Regions from separate parts of the Sus scrofa genome. Here region 1 is linked to region 2. The links are chromatin contacts, called in public Hi-C maps. All regions are on one chromosome and are shown on one strand. The core of a region is the stretch at or near the end of the contact, and the rest is flanking DNA. Distances in the headings are between cores, read along the strand shown. Region 1 overlaps COL18A1 (collagen alpha-1(XVIII) chain). Region 2 has its middle 23 kb from the start of POFUT2.

Evidence for each region. A called contact is a pair of places that touch in the nucleus more often than the background predicts.
Region 1: a contact with region 2 is called in a Hi-C map of omental adipose tissue, with 9 times the contacts expected there. The contact joins two enhancer-like sites. A contact is called at or near these places in 4 of 5 promoter capture datasets (fetal liver, fetal skeletal muscle and liver), 7 of 47 Hi-C or Micro-C datasets (4-cell embryo, adipose tissue, blood and 2 more) and 1 of 2 datasets of contacts at active chromatin or transcription factors (skeletal muscle).

What each region holds. Positions count from the first base shown.
Region 1 is chr13:207,947,624-207,950,323 of Sscrofa11.1, forward strand. All of the region lies in intron 2 of COL18A1 (collagen alpha-1(XVIII) chain), which reads left to right. Among named protein-coding and RNA genes, the nearest start is that of COL18A1, 41 kb to the left of the region's middle. Within about 2 kb of position 1,363, at least 15 of the 83 cell types and tissues checked have an H3K27ac peak or open chromatin away from gene starts, as enhancers often do. A contact at or near this core is called in omental adipose tissue, where this site is marked.
Region 2 is chr13:207,839,827-207,842,740 of Sscrofa11.1, forward strand. No RefSeq gene overlaps it. Among named protein-coding and RNA genes, the nearest start is that of POFUT2, 23 kb to the left of the region's middle. Within about 2 kb of position 1,650, at least 11 of the 83 cell types and tissues checked have an H3K27ac peak or open chromatin away from gene starts, as enhancers often do. A contact at or near this core is called in omental adipose tissue, where this site is marked.

The sequences.
Region 1 (2,700 bases), core at 113-2,612, 110 kb after region 2:
CCGGTTGTTCCAGCACCATTTGTTGGAGAGTCTGTTTCCCCCGTTGCAGTGCCTTTGCTTCTTAACTAAAGATGGGTTAACTACACTCGCGTGGGTCCGTTTCTGGGCTCTCTCTTCTGTTCTGCTGGTCGGTTTATCCGCTCTGTCTCCACACCGCCTTGTTCACCGTAGCCTCACGCCGGGCCTTGAAGGCGGGTGGTGTCGAAGTCCGACGTCGTTCTTCTCCTTCGGGACCGAGGCAGCCGGCGGGGCTTTTCCTGCGGTAGCAAAGTGCTGGCGTTTCTGCTGGGATTGCGTTGACTCAGCACGTCAAGTGGGAAGAGCCGGCATTTTGACAGCATCGAATCTCCTAGTTACGAACATGGAGCCCCCTCGCGTTTATTTATTCTCTGATTTCTTTTGTCGGAACAGTGTCGTTTTGCTCATGTAGGGCCTGTCCAGGGGTCGCGTTTGTGCCTGGGGTGAATGTGAGTAAGTACTTCTTCTCTGGGGGGGCTGCTGATGTGAGCGGTTTGTATTTTGAACTTCAAGTTCGACTCACTCATGGCTGGTACAGAGGAAAGTGATGGACTTTCTACACCCTTGCCAGCCTTGCTCGTTCCGAGAGGGGTTTTGGACGATTGTTTGGGCTCTTCTTCAGTTCTCTTTCCGACTGGCCACCTGCAAATGGACACTTTCACTTCTTCCTCCTCGATCCACGTGCTTTCATCTCCAGTTCTCGTGTCACGGGGGTCGCCAGACTGTCCCGCGCGGGGTTGGAAAGGAGGGGGGGGAGTGGTCTTTGCCGTGTACCTCGTTTTGGTGGAAAAGCTTCCAGTTTCTCACCACGAAGCACGATGTTGGCTGTGGCTTGCGATGGTCTCATCAAGGGAGGAGTCTGACCTCTGCTCCTGGTGGACAGAGAGTGTTTGTCGTAACGGGATTTTACGCAAGGCCTTTTCTGCATCTAAGGCCACGAGCGTGTGGCTTTTCGTCTTTACCCGGTTGAAGTGGCGGATTTGCGTTCATCAACTTTCGACGTCGAGCCAGCCTGAGGCACCTGGGCTACGTCTCAGTTGGTCGTGTCAGGATCCACCCCACTTGTTCATGGCTGCCTGTTTGCTGAAAGGCAACCTGTCTTCTACCAGGCAAGTCCCCTGCTTCCTTGATTGCAGGGGAGGGTGGCCGACCGGAGGGGCCAGGGCTGGCCATGGTGCCACCCATCGTGTTCCCAGGAAGGTGCCCTCTGAGCGCCCAGAGCTCGGCCTGGGCATCGCTGTTGGAGAGGAGCTGGTTTCCTTCCCGAGTTGGCTGGGCCAGCACCTCGGGCCAGCGCGGCCAGCGCAGCAGCTGCCAGATCTGCAGAAAGGTGTGGCCCACGTCCCACCCCAGCTGCCTGTAATTGGAGCCTGGATCTGTGATCTCAGGGTCCTGGCATTCGGAGGCTTCTCCCAATGGGACGCAGGAAGAATTTCATGCAGAGGAAACAGGAAACTTTGGGAAGGAGCTCTTGTGTCTCTCGGTTCCCGGGCCTGTCCCTCGTGTGTGTCTCTCTTTCTAGGCCCCTGAGACATCCCCTGCTACAAGCTGTTGTCTTCAAGCCCAGGACACCAGCTGCTGCTGCATCTTGCATTCTTCATTAATTTGGAAACGTCTAGCTGCCTGGAGGGAAGGGTGCTGCTGGGGCACATCCATGCTTAACTTTGGGGACAGTGGGGTGGGGACACCAGGGCCACTGGCACCCAGGCCGGTGAGAGTCTTCTTTCCTAATCTCAGGGGACACGTGGGCCCCGGGCGTGGCTGATGCTAAGGGACCTGGACGGTGCTGTCTTGCTGGACAGCGGAGTCTGTCTTTGAGCAGGAAGTGATTCCTGGCCTCCCAGAGCCCAGGGACCTTGTGAAGGTCCCCCTGCTCCTGTGAGGGGCCATCTGCCCTGGGCAGGCGCTGAGGCCACTTCCACGGATGCTGCTGTCCCCACCTCTCATCGCAAAGGGTTTTACCTGCAGGACACAGAGAGGCTGAGGGGAGCCCGGCGGGCCGGCGGAGCTGCTCACAAGGCGGGAGGGCCCCCCCGCAGGTGCCCGAAGCCCCGTCCTCGTGCCAGTGGCTGTCTCTTCTCTTTTCATCGATTGTCCTCAGGGCCCTTTGAACAACAGAGCTTGTCTTGGGAAGTTGGGCTTCAGCGTTTCTTCCCTCTGCTCCGTTCTAGTGGTCCTGGGTCAGCCCGACCCTGTGCTCAAGGACCGGATCCCAGGCGTCCGCCACACGGGACACGCACTGACGCAGTCACGCTGTCACCCTCACACACATCCACACACACACCTGCAGGCTCACCGGGCCTTCTCAGGACACCCCCGCCAGCAGCCGCCTCCCGGAGGGGCGTCTGCCCCAGGGCCTCCCTCTGGGGGCCGTGCCCCCAGATAGTGGTGGGAGAGAAGACGCCCCGGTGGGCCGTTTCTGGGCCAGACCACGGCCCAGATCCCCGCCCTGCCTGGCAACGCGTGTGTCCCGGAGGTTGCTGGGACCGGCCCGTCCCTGGGTTGGCGCTTACCCCCTCCTGTGTCCAGCAGTGACCACGCCCCCTGGACAGAGGTGGGCCCCACCCTGAGCCCCCAGCCCCGGACACCCTCATCTTGGTCCCAGAAGTCAGCAACCCAGGCTTCTGGTGGCCCTACCTGTCCAGGCCACCCCCTGTGTCCAGCCTCTCTCTTTGTCGTCAC
Region 2 (2,914 bases), core at 400-2,899:
CGAGAGTGGGCGGCTGGTGTCCTGGGTGGCCGGGCTCCCGTTGCTTGGTTCCCGGAGCCGGGCAGCAGTGACCTCCGTCCTCCCGCGTGTCCTCTGTGCGGCCGCTCGGCTCTGCTCCTGGTCTTTGATTCCGGGTGTAAAGCCAGCTGTTCTTGGCTGTGGACGCAGAAACCGAGCTCAAGTCCGCGCCCCTGGGCGCAGCTGGAGATGCCAACGCCGGGCCCCACCCGACAGGGCTGGGTGGGGCCGGTGCTCCCGCTGGGATACGCGGCCTCCGGCAGCTCTGAGAGGCAGGCTTGGGAAGGGCCGGCACCAGTGTGCGGGGACCATGCCTGTGCCGTGCGACAGAGCCCCCTGGATGCCTCTGCCTGTGCACCCCAGGGTGCTGGGCCCCCGGCGTCCCTTCAAGGGCAGATTCTGATCCAGCAGGTCTGGGGGGGACCCAGCACCCAGGGAGGCCCAGGCTCACGTGAGGGGACCACCGATCTCTGTTGCCGCCGCCTGTAACCCCCCCCACCAGAGTGATGGGGGCGGCGCTGAGCCTCCGACACAGCCGAGGACCCCTCCTTTCTTACGTGGGCGTCTGAGGGGGAAAAAGTGTGGGAAGCCATCCTGAGAAGAGGGTGGAAGGACAGCTCTCCCCCCCCCCGCGCTGGTCCCGGCCAGCCGGAAAATGCCCCTGCGTTCACTTGCACGGATTCCTTCAGCTCAAAGGGACCCGAATCAGCTCGATGCCACTGCTCCGAGCCTGGTATGGTCTCCGCCTCCTGGCAGGACCAGGTGGCCAGCGGTGTCCCCCCGTCTCTCAGGTTCCCCAGCCGTGGAGAAACGCAGACATCGAGACGGAGGCCAAACCCAGCCCTTCAGCTTGGAGCCAAGATGCCCCGGGCGGGGCTCAGACAGCAGCCCCCCCAGCCTCATCTCTGGCCAACCTGGAGGGGACCCTGGCACCCCAGGCACGCTCCCTTGCTGACAGAAGGTGTAGAGGGGGCCCAGTTGGGGGCAGATGCAGGGGATGCATCCCCCACCCCACCCCCAAAGGCCGCTTCTGGGGGCTCCCTCACATAGGGACCCACCAGCACACACCTGCCCAGAAACGGTGCCCGGCCTTGGGTCAGTCTGGGGCCCAGGGAGTCTCCCAGCCCCTTCGCTGCTCACCGTGACCTCTAGGAGGCCTCCAACTGCTGACCTTCACCAATGGGGGGCTGTGCTCTCCGAGGGGCCCCCGCCCAAGGGGAGAGGCGAGGACAGGGTCCCTGTGGGCTGCGTGGGGAGGGGAGGCCCGGGGGGCTGGCTTCTGGGCTGAGGCCCGGGTCTGCCGTGGGAGCTCAGAGGAGAGAAGGGGGGCAGGGCTGCGAGGGGTCCCCTGTGGCCTCACCCTTACCTCTGCTCCCCTCACCCTGTGTCCGCCCCCCAGCTCCTGCGGCTCTTCAGCACCGCATGTGCTCCGGGGCCCCCTCGGGGTCTGTGTGACCCCCTGCCCCCCACTTCTCCAGGGGTCCCTCCTGTACTGGCGATAGAGTCACTGCCCCCTGTCCCTAATGGCCGATGGCCAGCTGGATGGGACATAGCCCAACGTCCTGCAGGTCCTGGGCACCAGGCAGCCTTCCCTGGTGTGGGGGGGGTGCTGGGCCCTCGATGACTCACTTCGCAGTCAGGCCAGGGTCAGAGGGCTCCGGCCAGCTGACCTTGCACGGGGGAGGGGGCATGGAGCAGCCGGGCGGCGTCAGGTCGGGGGGAGGCCGTGAGCGCGTGTGAGCCGAGTGTGTCAGTGTGGATGTGTGAGTGAGCAGTGTGCAGACGAAACACGGAGAGGAGCAGGAAGCGGGCTTGCGTCCTTCGGGTGTCCAGACTGCCCGGCCAGGGGTCCTGGGGTTGGCGACGCTGGGCAGCTGCGGACTCAGGCCTCGGTCAGGAAGCACACCCAGTCCAGGGACACAGTGAGAGGCGCTTTGCGACTGTGTGTCCACACGACTGGGTGGAATCCTTCGTGTTTGGTTCACACTCTTTGGCACAGCATCCTGAGCATAATCAGCTTCTCCAGACGGCCCGAGGGACCACGGCACAGACAAGGCTGAGAGGCCGTGGTCTGGTGAGCAGCGATGGCCCGGGCGTGGCTGGGGCAGGGGCCCGGGCCTGCACCTGTGAGCCAACCTGTGCCCCCGCCCACGCCTGCTGCCCCCGGCAGGAAGGAAGCCGGCCGAGCGGCCCGGCCCGACCCGCCTCTGGTCTGCGTCTCTGACCCTCTCCATCCAAAGGCCAAGCAGGGAAGCTATTCTGGGAGCTTGTACAGAGGCCCTGGGAGCTCCTTATAAGGCTCTGCCCAGCGGCCTGGTGACGTCTGAACCCACGGTCCACCCTGCCACCCAGCCTGCAGCTGGGCCTGGGGTTTGCACAGACCCCACCACCTTCTGCCCACTCGCCCTGGGCCCAGACTCCCTCCCGTGATGCTCTCCTGAGGTTGATAGGAGCTGAATGGACCTCCAGGCCTTGGGGGACCTTGGGAGAGAGGTGGGGAGCAGAGCGCCAGCCTGGCCAGAGCCAGCCACGTCCTTATATGATGAAGTGCCGGGTCCTGGCTGAGTCACCGACGTTCGCAGACTCGGCCGTGGGAGCCAGTGGTGCCGGCTTATTTTTAGAGTTTTTACCGGAACACCTGGGTTGGGTGCAATTCGTACAGGGATCTCAGCAGTTCAGAACTATAGCTTTATGGCAAGTCATTCAGCAGGAGACAATGGCCAGTGGGTGGGCCCAGCAGGGCGTTTCCTGAGACAGGCCCGGGCGTCCCCTCGCCCGCCGTCCAGGGCTGGGGGACCCGGCTTGTCCGGAAGTGACCCCAGGGGTCACGCCTGCGTTTAGGCTCTTCCTCTGGATGGGACTCGGGAGAAACCTTGTCCAGGACTGGACGGCAACG